2 separate regions of the Mus musculus genome follow, and region 2 is linked to region 1. The links are chromatin contacts, called in public promoter capture Hi-C maps. All regions are on one chromosome and are shown on one strand. The core of a region is the stretch at or near the end of the contact, and the rest is flanking DNA. Distances in the headings are between cores, read along the strand shown. Region 1 holds the start of Txlng (taxilin gamma). Region 2 holds the start of Pir (pirin).

Evidence for each region. Promoter capture Hi-C pulls out the DNA fragments that hold promoters and counts their contacts.
Region 2: a promoter capture Hi-C map of erythroid cells shows a contact between it and region 1, with 8 times the contacts expected there. The contact joins the promoter of Pir here to the promoter of Txlng in region 1. A contact is called at or near these places in 3 of 39 promoter capture datasets (embryonic stem cells, erythroid cells and liver).

The regions. Positions count from the first base shown.
Region 1 is chrX:162,824,128-162,831,336 of GRCm38.p6, forward strand. It overlaps Txlng (taxilin gamma), which reads right to left and starts at 5,327. Exons shown (of 10, transcript NM_178935.5): 1 at 5,112-5,327. The coding sequence starts at 5,213.
Region 2 is chrX:164,267,397-164,274,280 of GRCm38.p6, forward strand. Pir (pirin) reads left to right here and starts at 2,035. Exons shown (of 10, transcript NM_027153.3): 1 at 2,035-2,281; 2 at 4,207-4,335. The coding sequence starts at 4,240.

The DNA.
Region 1 (7,209 bases), core at 4,077-6,576:
TGCTTTTTTTTTTTTTCTTTTTTTTTTTTGGTTTTCGAGACAGGGTTTCTCTGTATCGCCCTGGCTGTCCTGGAACTCACTCTGTAGACCAGGCTGGCCTTGGAACTCAGAAATTCACCTGCCTCTGCCTCCGAGTGCTGGGATTTAAAGACGTGCACCACCACACCTAGCTTCACTCTGCCCCTTCTTGACAAGAGTCCTGCAGTCTTATAAAGGTTGGTCTCAATTTGTGAAATTGCTGAGCTCAAATGATCTTCCTTTAAAACAAAAAGCAACCACCAGGCAGTGGTGGCGCACGCCTTTAATCCCAGCACTTGGGAGGCAGAGGCAGGTGATCTCTGAGTTCGAGGCCAGCCTGGTCTACAAAGTGAGTTCCAGGACAGCCAGGGCTATACATAGAAACCCTGTGTTGAAAAAAAAAATTTAAATGAAACCTCAGCAATCCTTAAAATAATGTAACTAGCTCACTTTACTTAATACTATCTATGCCAGAAAAGTGGAATTTCATCAACTTGGCAAATAGAAAAAAAATAACAAAAATGATTCCTTCCTCTTGCCTAGCCCTGACTGCTTTATTATAGATTCTGGGAATGGAAGAACATACAAAGCCTGGAAGACAGATTACAAAATTAATAGCACCCATAAGAGCAAGAGAATCTGATCTACCATATGTTATCCCTTCCAAAGTAGATAAAATTTTATATACCCCACACTATGCAAAAGGTCACATCAACCAACTCATTCCTCACAATAATGCTAATATGGTGTAAAAAAACCAGCAACCCCACTTGCCCAACAATCCAATTGAGGCTTGTACCCTGAGAAATATGCCCAAGGTTACAGAGCTATTATGTGGCAGAGAGCCAAGAGTCTTGACTCTAAAACCCATACTATTTACCCACTGCTACACTACTTATTACCATAAGATAGATGAAAGGGCACTGGGTTCCAGACTTAGCTTCATCCCTTGGGCAAATCACCTGACCTTACATAGCAGTGTGTCATCAGTAAATGAGGGCAATGTCAGCTGCCCAACCTTCTCTACAGCATCTGAGTGATGCTAAAAGAATGAATGCATTTGCAAATATGCTATAAAAATGATAGGACACTATATAAAAGCTTTTGTTAAGGTGAATCCAAGTATCAAAATGGTTTGTAGACCTAAAATCAAATTTAGTAATCGTTACATATGTTTCAAGACTTTTATTTTTAATTATCTGTATGTGTGAGGGTATGTGCAGATACCCATAGAGGCCAGAGGCATTAAGAGTTCCCTGAAGCTGAAGTTGTCGGCCAGGTGATATGGGTGCTAGGAATTGAACTCTGGTCCTCTAAAAGAGCTTAATGGCTGAGACATCTTTCCAAGGTCTGTCCAAATAGTTTTATTCAATGATGATAAATCATCTTTTAACATTCCCACTGGGTAGTGGTGGCCCAGGCCTTTAATCCCAGCACTTGGGAGGCAAGAGGCAGGCCTCTAAGTTCAAGGCCAGCCTGGTCTCCAGAATGAGTTCCAGGACAGCCAGAGCTACACAGAGAAACCCTGTCTGGAAAAACCAAAACACTCCCAAGCAGAACTTTAGTTAAAAACAAAAACAGAGACATTTAAGACTAAACTAGGGAGACAGTTAAATGACCAATTTGGCAGACACTCTGGACTACATAGTGAAACTGTCTGCTAATAAACACATACATACAGTGGCAACTTGACATGATATGATGGCACATGCCTGTAATCCCTGCATTCAGAAGGCTAAGGTGGAAGAATGAGAATTTTGAGCCCAGCCTGGACTACATGGTGAAATACGATCTCAAAAAACAACATACCACAGGCTGGCAAAAATAGCTCAGAGGGTAAAGGCACTCGCTGCCAACCTGAGTTTGATCTATAGGGACACATATGGTAAATGTTGTTTTCTGACCACCATACACATGTCATGACTGGCACAGACACAGACAGACAGATACAGATACACACACACACACACACACACAAATATCAGCGAAGTAAGAAAAAAAAATCAGTTGGTGCCAGCAATGGGAAGGATGACTAGTTGGAGCATAGGCTACCCTAGACACATGTTATATACTTGCCAAAATTCATACATTATATAACAAACCCTGTAAGCCATGGGTTTAGTCAGTAATAATGTATCTGTCCTGTCTAAACAACTATAACAAATTGTAACACATTACTGCAACATGTAAATAAGGGGAAGGGGTATTTGTAAACAGGAAGAGGAGAACTCTGTACTTTATGCTTATAACTAGTTTGGTTGGTTGGTTGGTTTAGTTTTTCAAGACAGAGTTTTTCTTGTGTAGCAGCCCTGGCTATCCTAGAACTCACTTTGTAGACTAGGCAGGCCTTGAACTCAGAGATCTGCCTGCCTTCTTGAAGTTAGGCTAGTATAATTGAAAAAGAAAGTTTAAAACTTTACTTAACTTTAACAAATTGAAGCTGGGCCTAATGGTACAAACCTGTAATCCCCACCACCCAATCCCTAGTATTAAAAAATAGGCAAATTAGATCGCTACATGTGGTTAGTGCCTATAATACCAGCAGTTTTAAGGCAATTTCTCAAATGACACCTAAAAATATACTGCAATATTACCTTTAGAAGAGAAAAGTCACCTCAAGAGCCTGTTCAAGTGAATATAGTTATGAAACCATGCTATAATTAACTGAGGAGGTCAAGAGTGACTAGGCACTTAAGCCCAGGAGTTCAAGGCCAGCCAGATGAACAAAGCAAGATTCTTTCTCTTTTTAAAAAAGTGGGTGTAGTATTTTTACTTGCATAGCACTTGGGAGGCCAGACCAAACTCTGCCTCAGAAAAATAAAAATGACCAGGCAGATGATTTGAACCAGGGACCAAGAGAGCCCATCTCCACATTTCTTCACTTCAAGTCCTATGATATAAATAATAACAAGAAATCACGTTTCTCAATTCCTCCAATACTCTAAAAACAACTGAAATTGTTTAACATCATTTCTGCTTCCTGAAAAACAAAAATATAGAGGTTAAGTTAGAAAAAGGAGCATTTTCTTAGGTTCCTCACCTAGAATCAATAAACTGAAGATCATGAATGAGCAACTAAAAATTAATGTTTACTGACACAAGATGTTCACCCAATTTTGAACTGATGATTCAAAATGTAATGTTAGCTTCTATTCCATTTTATAGTAAGATAGAAACCAAGAGTCCCAAAAGAGCATGAGCAAAGAAATACAAAGGTAGTAAAAATAAAAGACATACAAGACTATTCATATACAGCCATTAACCAAAGCTCTGAACTCTGAGAGTCTTAGCCTCATAGGTTAAAATACTAGTTAATTAAACCTTACTTCCTAATTCAGTGACTTTCTGTCCTTATTCCAGTGGCATAAAAGGGAACTTATGTCCTCAATTGCAGTGGCTTTTTATCATCAGAGGTTTCCCCTGGGGAACCTATGAAATCAAACACTGAGTTTGGCTCCCCACCCTCAGGGAATAAATGTCCAAAGTGACAGTGCTGAATCCCTAAAGAACTGTTGGGCCACAACTTTTCCAGTGTCCCAAGCAGTAGGTCCCTCTTTTATGAGACAGAATAGAACATGAAAATACCGGACCTTAGAAATAAAGCACCCCAGGCCAGAGTGGTGGCTCACTGCTGTAATCTCAGCACTCAGGAAACAAAGGCAAGAGGAAAATGGTACTTTCAAGACAAGCCTGGGCTACATAGTCAAATGAGGCCAGCCTGCTACAGGGTAACCGATTTCACAAAAAAAAAAAAAAAAAAGTGAGGGAAAAAAGGAACAGGCCCCAAAAAGCCAATTCTTGACACTGCTCAAATGTAAACCAGACCTTTGTTCTCCCTTTTGAAGTTCATGAATCGCATTAGAAAAATATTATTTCGTAACTTCATACAGGAGTGGCTTTTAAGATTAGTCAAATACATAATTAAGTAATATTAAATAGCTCTCAGTGGTCAAGCAGGGTGTCCAACAAGTCAAGCGGTTTCAGTATGTTCTCCTGCAAGGCAAAGGGATGGAATTTACACTTTTTCAATACCATACACCCCAGTTCTTGGTTCCTGGGCCTGAAAGCCCTGTACCCTACTCGTTGTGCAATCATTGTCAAAACTCCACCCACTGAGCTCCAGAACAAGTGGATTTCTCCCATTCTGAAAGAGATCTCGATTTTCTTGTATCCAGGGAGACACTGAAAACTCCTTGACGTGAGTCAAGTAAGGCAAGGGGAAACAAACAGTCCAGCTCTTCTCCTAGATTAAGAAAGACCAAAACCGAAGCCCAGGAGGAAACTCAAGTTTCCACTTATCAAATTAAAAAGAAAGAAAAGAAACAGAGGGTAGTGGCAGGAAGCCGGAGACAGCTATCAGAAGATGATGCTGGTTCCCCAGCATCACCACCTCATCCCCAGCCTCACACTCAAGGCAGGTCCATGATGCCCAGAGACCAAGCCCCGTTGTGGATCCCGGGAGCCCCGCGGCGTCCCCCGCGTAGCCACCCGCGCAGTGTCGCGGGGGACCGCGGGGGGGCAAGGGGAAGGGGGGAAGGGGCGAAAGGCAGCCCCGGCTTCTGCGCTGTTATCTTACTGCGCAACAGCCTCAGCTCTGAGGCCGGGGAGCACCCCGCAGCGCGCGCCCTACGCACCTGCCCAACACGGAGAGGGCTACCCCGTACCCCGATAAGCCCCCACCCCCACCCCGTCACCTCCTTGGGCAGCGGAGTCCCAGTGCCCGGTGACCACACAGGCTGAAGACTCAACACCCGGGGCAGCACCCGCCGCACGTGGCTGTCACACCTGGAGCGCCCCTGCCTAGCACCCCTTCACCCTCTCAGACCGGGGTCCACCATGTCCTCCCTCAGCCCCCTACTAGGCGTAGTGTCCCCAAGTCCCAACCACCGTCCCTTCTCACCAGATCCATTTCAGTCACAACCACCCCGCACCTGCTCCCCAACTATCGTCACTCTTCTGAAGGAAAAGGGGGAACGGGCCGGATGTTCGTCCCGTAGCTAAAGGTAAAGGGGTAAGTGAAGAGGTGAACCCCAAAAAGGGTAACCCAATCATCCCCGCGACCCAACCACAACGAAGGCGTCCCCTCCACTGACCTTCTGCGGGGGGCTACGTCGCCGTCCGCCCCGTCCGCCCTCACTAGCCTCCTCAGTACCGCCGCCTCTTCCTCGCGTTACCTCCTCAAGCCGAGTCGCCATGAGGTGACGGCAGCAGCCAAACAAGCGGCTGGACCAGGGGCACGGAACCTCTCAGGGGCTTCAGCCCCGCCCCCTTTACACCCCAACCAATCGTAGCGTGAGAGTCTTCTCACGTGACCGGAGGAGGTTGGCTCCTGAGGAAAGGCAGTTTGTTGGGGGTGGGGAGCGTAAAATTTTGGGCTGGGCTTCTGTTAGGGCCGAAGGGCAGACAGAGGCCGCTGGAGTCTGCGCGGACCGGGAAAGGGAGTAGACTACGAGTCCCAGAAGAATGTGCGGCCCCGGCGTCCAGCCATGAATCCGGATAGGAGCGTCCTGGGGGAAGAGTACCCGCTGTGCTGAGTGTGCAGCCTTCTGGGGCTTGTAGTCTCTGAGCGGCAATGTCGCGGTACCGGAAAGTAGTCGTTATTAACCTACAAGAAAAGTTTTAAAATCTTCCAGAGTTTGAGAAGGAATAGAATCAGAGACACTTCTTTGTGGTTTTGCTTTTTTTGCTCTTCTTCATAATTGTGCAAGTATAATTTGAGAATAAGAGACTCTTTTAACTTCGCTATTTTCGAGGTGGGAGATGCAGTCTCAGAATTTGGAACATTGGACACTTGCCCAGAGTACAGCCTCTCTACCAGAGTTCTCCCCAAGGTTTAACTGTCCAGAGTTCCTTTGGGCTGGAAGCCTATTCACCTTTGCCCAACTGATCTGGCTTCAAGTACAGTTCTCCATGTTAGTTCAAGATTAATTCGTATTTAAAATGTCTTGCTTTTTGCACCATATGTTTTGCTAATTAAAAATATCACGAACTCTGTTTACTAAAACAGTTATTTTTTTCTTGATATGTTAGAGAAGGTCACTCAGAAATATCCCCTGTTTTCTATTTAATGGAACCAGATCCTTAGTGGCCTAGTGTCTAGAAGTCACTGACCATCACAAAATCCGGAATTGAAATAATTCACTATGAAAATCTGTACAAATATACTTTCCTACAGTTGAACACAAAACAGTGATACCAGGAGCCAAAACTTAAATAACTTGAGGGACTGAAAATTTCAAATGAGCAAATTCTTAGGAGAAAATAGGGTTGGTTTTGTTATTAATGTTGTTTGGGGGTTTTATTGTTATTTTTTTTTTTTGTGGTGCTCATTATCAAACCACGGATCTCATACATACAACACCTGCACTCAACCACTGAACTACACTCCAGCTCAGTTCAGTTGAAGAAATTCTTTTTTTTTTTTTTTTTTTTTTTTTTTTTTGGTTTTTTTGAGACAGGGTTTCTCTGTGTAGCTCTGACTGTCCTGGAAGTCACTCTGTAGACCAGGCTGGCCTTGAACTCAGAAATCCACCTGCCTCTACCTCCCAAATGCTGGGATTAAAGGCGTGTGCAACCACACCCAGCCATGCTGAAAAAAAATTTTTAAGATTTTATTTATTTATTTATTTATTTACTTATTATATATGATGAGTACCCTGTAGCTGTCTTCTTTTTAAAATTTATTTATAATAACAAATATGTACACTGTAGCTGTCTTCAGACACACCAGAAGGACATCAGATCTTATTACAGATGGTTGTGAGCTACCATGTAGTTGCTAGGAATTGAAATCTGGATATCTGGAAGAGCAGTCAGTGCTCTCCAGCCCAAAGTTTTGGGGGTTTTTTTGGACTTAGAAAGAAAATCTCATTTACAGTTCATACGTTTATAACAGATGTCAGAAAATTACTCCTTAACCTGCTGTGGTGTTGCAACCTTTGGAGACCCCCATGCAGGAGACAGAGACAGGTGCATCTCTGTGAGTTTGAGGCTAGTCTGGCCTACTTAATGAGTTTCAGGCCCAGCCAGTATTACATAACCCCGTCTCAAAAAAAAAAAAAAAAAAAAAAAGGAAAGAAAGAAAAGAAAAGAAGCCTGGCACTGGTGTATAACAGGACAGCTGGACTACATAGAAAAACCCTATTTCAAAAAAACAAAAGGGAAAAAAAGGGAGAAAGAAAAGAAAATTGC
Region 2 (6,884 bases), core at 785-3,284, 1.4 Mb after region 1:
CCCTCCGCACCGCCACACAAGTGGCTGGGGCTGAGAACGTTCAAAGACATCAAAGAACTTTCTCCCAAGCCAGTGAGAAGCCACTGAGGGCTCCAGGCATTTGCTTTCTATTTGCCTGCCACTTGAAAAATGGTTTGGCCAGTGCTGAATCTGAAGGCAGGAGGAGTGGGTGGTGATTGGGGAAGATGGATAGAGGCCTTCAAAATGGGAAGGTTTGGATGCGCTGAACTCTCTGAATCCACAGGCTTTTGTGTTGAAAGAGTGTGAAGGCAAAGCTTGCAGTCCAAGCCCCAGCACCTGGTTGAACGTTGGACTGGTTGAGGAAATACAAGACAGTTTATTTATATGGTCTGTAATGTGCCAGCCAGGGTGTTCATACTTCTGTTTTATGTGGAAACTATTTCAGAAATAATTACAGATGGGAAGTACCAATACCTTATTAGTCCACAGCAGTTTGAAGTTTGCATGCATAATCTGTTAGTCTTGAATTGCTGAAGGTAGGCAGAGTCAGTTTGAACCCCACTGATATGAAAAGCTCAGGGAAAAGAGTTAAAAAACAGAATTTATTGTGAATGCGTTTTAATATAGATTTGGGTATCGGCATTAAGGAAGACAGATAGCCATTTCAAGAAAAGACTATATACACCCAAGTGTGGCCATGAATTGAGGCAGGGAGGGGAGAGTGCAACTTTATGAATTTGCATGTCATCCTTGTACAAAGGCCATGATATTTTCCTCTCTACTGTTCCCATTTTTAGTGTGTTCTGCCCAATTGAGCACCAAGGAAAAGTCTTTGTTCTTCCACTTCCCCATTCTTCTACAGCAGAAATCTGTAGTCTGAAAGGTAAGAATGCCTTTTCACATCTTGAGGTTGAAGAGCTTGGGGATCTAGCTCAGTTGGTAGATTGCTTGCCTAGAATACACAAAGCCCCGGGTTCAGTCTCCAGCACCATGTAAAACTGGGCACGCTGGTGAATGCTTCACTGTAACCCTAACACTTGGGAACTGTGGGAAGGAAAGTCAGAAGTTCAAGGTTATCCTAGGCTCTCTAGGGAGGTAAGACCAGCCGGGGATATGGGGAACCATGCCCCCCAAAAACCAGCTGAAATATAAAGTCAAAAGAAGACTTTCATGACAGCTGAGAATTGTACGAATTCAAAACATAATCTTATGAATTCTAATTTCATTATCCAAAATCAAATTTTTATTAAAACACAGCCACCACACTCAGCAGGCGTTGTCTCTGGCTGTTTCTGGCTACAAAAGCAAATGGGAGCAGTCTCCACGGAAGACCCACAGAGCTGGAAAGTAAAAAGACATTTACTGTTTATTCCTTTTCAGTTTCCCAGGCTCGTAGTTTTGTTTTTGTTTTGTTTTTTTTAAAGAGGCATCACTTTCACTCTTTTTCCAAGAAAAGACAATGAACTTCCGGGTATCTAAAGAACATTGCGTATGGTAGCCTGTCTTCTGATTAAAAGTCCTAGGAAAACTAGATTGCTTCCTGGCTGTGGACAAACCCTCACCTCCTGAGGCTAACTCTCTAAGGCCTGCTCTTGAAGCCCAACAAAACTCAAGCCCTTCTATGATTCCCTATTAGAGTGTGCCTTCTCTTTCAGCAGGAACAGAGATTCTTTGGTTCTTACATCTGCTCTGCCTCTGCCCCATTCTCATTGGCAAACAGCAAGAAGCGTATTTATTTATGAGAGATAACTGTGTAGTACCTATGCGGAGACATGCTCATTTCATTCTCATTACAGCCTTACAGTCTTGGTCCTGTCAGCTTTACCACGCTCATTTCACTGGGGATAATGCATAGAGAGGCTGAGTCACTCCCCCAAACGGGACAAGTGGTTAGAAAACATTCTTGCTCATACGAAGCGTTGGGTGACAAGATGACTTGAGTGAGGACAGGTTTTCCAAGAGATTCTAAGGGGCTGCAGAGCACTTGAGTGTCCCATACATTCCTGGGAGGCGGGCAGCGCGCCCCCAAGAGGCCGGGGTGCGCATCACTCTTTGGACCGACTTTCAAAAGGCAGATCCAGAGAGCCATGGGGCGGAGTCAGAGAATCCAAACCCAGGGTAAATAAAGGGTGTGTCCCCCGGTCCAAGGCCCCTGAGACCTAGAGACTCCCGCCTTCTGGAGGCCCGCAACAAAGCGCTGAGTCACGCTGACTGACGGCTGGCGCTCCGCAAACCTGTCCTCCCTTTGCTGTGTCCCTGCCGCTGTGGAGTCTAGGCACCTCCGACTGTGGCCTCCCTCCTGGGCCTGCGCTACTGCCCAGTGAGTGGCCTGGGGAACTCAGCCCTCGTGAGAGTGGTGTGTGTATGTGTGTGTGTGTGTGTTGGGGGTGGGAGGAATGCTCCGACCAGTTTTCATGATGCTGTCTTTCCCAGCTCACTACTGGGGCTCGGAGGGGAGCTGAGGGAGGGAAATGCTTAAATAGCCACCACGATTTGAGATGATAGCTTGGTTTTTCTCTTGGCAACACACTGCAATTAGTTAACTGCTTTATCCTTGTTCCTGTGTATAGGGCCTAAATGTGGGAGTCTGGAAGAAGCCAGAAAAATTAGGTGGAGGCAAAACTACTTACTAGTCGCTTATGTGTGGATGATTACGGGGCTGGACTCAGAAGTTCATTTCTGTCTCCCACATTTCATGGCCCAATAGATGCATGTTGTTTGCCTGCTAGAGAGGATCCGTTTTAGGATCTGCCTTCACAAACTGAAGGGTGCTTCTATGTTGAGTCCCTATAAAGAACAGCAGCTCACTTTCTTACAGCCCTATTTACATCCTTTGAGGCAGACGCTTCTTAATCCCATTGTATAGATGGAAAAGCTGAGACACACAGCATCCCAAATGAAAGCAGCCTGGAATGTGGCAAAACTGAGATGTAAATCTGAGGTGTCCAGTTCCAGAATCTGCCTGTTATTAAAGTGCTTCTCTTAGTTTAAGGAATCTTTGAAGGATTGGTTAGAGTTCATATGGTGATCAGATCTGGGGCTTGGAATTACTTGTCTGCAAACACCTGAAGTTAGAAGTGTGTGTGTGTGTGTGTGTGGGGGGGGGTGATTGTATTTGTTGTGTGATATTTCCTTGGTTAGGACTTAGACTTCAATCAATAATGGAACACTTTTGAATAATAAATGTAGTATATGTGTTGTTCCTGAATCATCGGTTCCATTGCCTGGGGTACTTCATAAATGGTTTGTCTGTGCTTTAGAGGACTTTATTAAGAAGTTCAAAGATTTCTTGCCTAAAAAATTACCTGCACAAGATCTACATAAAATTAAGTCAGCCAGTAAGAATACCAACACAGATGGGAGAAGGTTCCACGAAGTACCACCCCTAACTGAGGAACTTGGGCAGTTGGAGGCTGCTGGGGTAGGAAGTGTCAGTTCTCTTTAAGGAACTGACCCCTATTAGGATGCCCATGCTTCAGTAGATGACCCAACACCCATTCGTATAAGAATGGGCATCACTTAGTCTCAGTAGGCTATGGAAAATACAAGATTACATTGGGAGTGAGATGTGGAGCAGGGGTCTGAAAGGAGTTGGAAGGGGAACAAAGGGTTGCTATGATTAAAAAAACCCGCATTGTAAACATGCTTAATATTATTAAGAGATGAATTTTTAAAAATGGCCACGGACTTTAGAGATAGATGAGTATTTGAATTCAGTGGCCCTTGCAGATTTCCTTCCATGCCAGCATCATCATATTCTGGTGAGAGTCACATACCCCTAGTGTTTTCCATTTGCTTCCAGTATCACCAAAAGAGCTCCCACTTCCATCTTCCACCGCATGTCGTGGGGTAGCCATTGAAGGGTGTGTGCACGGTGTGAGGAGGTCAAGTATGCCTGCCACTGAAGGGAAGCGTAGAAAATGTTCTTTAGATATCCCTGCTGAGTTCTTCCAAAGAGTTGCTATTGTGAACTTTTGGACAAGATGACTGCAGGATTCTAAGAGGTAACTGCTAATAATAGGGTTCTAGGTACCTCGTAAATACTAATACATGCACACCATAGCTGTGTTTCTAAAAATCACCTAATCTAGGCCATGATCATAGTCAGTATTCAGTAAATTGCCACTATAAAGATTTGGAGCAAGTCTAATGTTAATATCCTTAGTTTATAATCTGTAGATATTTCCTCCATTGTGATTTCTTTTGTTGTTTATTGTCTTTCTTCTTTCTTTCCATCTTCTACAGCTCAACATCAGAACTTTCTTTATAAACTTCAAAATGGCATCCTCTAAAAAGGTTACTCTCTCAGTGCTCAGCCGGGAGCAGTCAGAGGGGGTAGGAGCACGTGTGCGCAGAAGCATTGGCAGACCCGAGGTACGCAGGGTGGATGAGTACATCCCACTTTGAGTTTTCCTTTCTAAAGCGACTAGTGGGATATTGAATGGGGATTTGGAGAGAGAAGGCCAAGCTGGTCTCAAGCTTCCCTGTGTTATTCCAGTGGGAGAAACATGGAACTCCACAACTGGGGCCCCGTGTGGATCAACACCAGCCTAAAGGAGGTTTCTAGTATGCAGATAATTAGGTTCTGGGTAGCAGGTGCAGCTCTGGGAGATGTGACTGGTCTTCTGTACATATCCATGTACTGGCTTGAGCTGAGAAGCATGCTGGCTGTCAGCCACAGCATGCATATCCTCAGATGTGCCCAGTGCATATCCTCTCCATCCTTGCTTACATGCTCATGCTTCAGTGCATGGGTAACTATGCATCTCAGCATCAGATTCCTAGGAAAAGCAACCTGATTGGCTGCACATGGGTCAGCTCTCTGTCTAATCACACAGAATAAAGGATTTGTATTTGTGCACCGAGGTCCAGCTCTATGCACCTTCGTGTGTGTATGTGGGGGGAGAGCATAAGGGAACTCAGAGACTGTACCTCTAGATGTTTTCCAACATCAGAGAAGGTCTTTATTGGAATACTAGGGAATACATGAAATTTAGGGACGGATCTTAGATGCATAGAAAGTTATGAAATAATGGTCCCAGCCAAAGGCCATAGTGCCATGCTATATTAACTGTTGCGAATAAGAGAAGAAATGCATTGTAGGGACAGGTTGCATTTTGGGAAATAGGGCTGATTTGTAGCTCTTACCCTCTACTCCAGAAATTTCCTACTGCCTCATTGCTAAGCTTTATCTCTCTTGTTGCATAGAAGTTACTGTGTCTGCATTTTGACTCAAAAGTGTGTTTGAAAGCATTCACGGACTTGTATTGTACACCAAGTTTGGTTTGTTTTGCTTCATTCTGCAGTACTGGGGATTATACACAGGGAAGCCCTTGCACATGCTAGGCAAGCACTCTACCACTGAGTTCCAGCCACAGCCCTCTTTTTTGGAGCTGTTTTAATCTATCTATCTATCTATCTATCTATCTATCTATCTATCTATCTATCTATCTATCTATCTATTTTTGAGACCAGAGTCTCATTAAGTTGCCTAGGCTGGCCTTATACTTGAAATCCTCCTGCTTCAGCCTCCTGAGCAGCTGGGATTTCCGGGCTCACCTTTGCTTGTAGGGTTTGAAAAGTCATCGCTGTCTTCAGTGAGTGCTATCCTACACTGTTGATGGCTTTGATGTCTTACATTTTAAAAATTTAGCAAAAAATGTGTATGTGTGTGTTTGTACGCATGTGTGCGAGTGTGCAAGTGTGTGTGTATGTATGTGTGTGGTTTTTTTTTTTTTTTTTGAGACAGAGTTTCAGTGTTTAACAGAGCCCTGGCTGTCCTGTACTCACTTGTAGACCAGGCTGGCTCAAACTCACAGGTACCTCTGCTTTCGAATTCTGGGATTAAAGACGTGTGCCACCACACCCAGCTGTTGTTTTCTATTTGTATATGGCAAGGAATGGTCCAAACTAGCTAATCAACATTTGTATTACTTCACATAATTATTTTTAAAAGCTATTCTTAGCACATTTCAACTATATAATACATCATCACTTTATAGTTATCGAGTGCTATTGATTTCTTGAACTTATTCTTCCTGTCTGACCAATATTTTTCCATCATCCCATTGCAGACTCTGGAAGTCACCATTGTGTTTCTGTTTGTTTAGATTCCACACCCGAGTGAGGGTGTGCAGTGTTTGTCTCTCTGTGCCTGGCATTGATTGGCCGTTGAGGTAGGCAGCGAACACTCCTCCCCCCTTTAGACCCGTCAGTCTTCTTTCTTCTGTCTGGTACTTTCTCTTTCCAACAGTAACTTTCTCACAGATAGCTCCTGAAATTTAAAATGCACCATTTTTCAAAGGAAAGACACAAATAAGTTTATCTTAATGGCTAAATGCAGAGGGCCAGATGGAAGTGGAGCTATGCTCTATTAGATGTCATTTTGAACAGAAAAACTAGAAAGAGTTCTAAGACCTCACAGACACTTGTTAGGATGCTACTAAATGCCTCACCAAAAAAACCTTTTTATTTAATCTAAAAATACTAGAGGACTAAGTCATTTCCAAAATGAAAAAAAAAAAAAAGAACAAAACATACATATTGAGGATAGCTGGGACTAATTAGTCCATCTATCAATTATGTTCTATCTACACCAGTGGTTCGCAGCCTTCCTAATGCTGCGACCCTTCAATCCAGTTCCTCATGTTGTGGTGACTCTAATGATAAAATTGTTTTTGTTGCTACTTACTTGATAACTAATTTTTGCTCCTCTTATGAATCGATGTAAACATTGCTAGAGATAGTTTGCTAGAGGGGGGTGTGGCCCACAGGTTGAGAACCAATGTTCTACATCATTGGGGATTATTTAGAAGGCAGTTTTGTGTCCTGAAAAGTTTCACTTAACGTGGTGACACAAGAACTTTCTGTCATTAGAGATTCTTCACAAGCATCATAAACATTTGAAAATGCTTTGCCTGGAT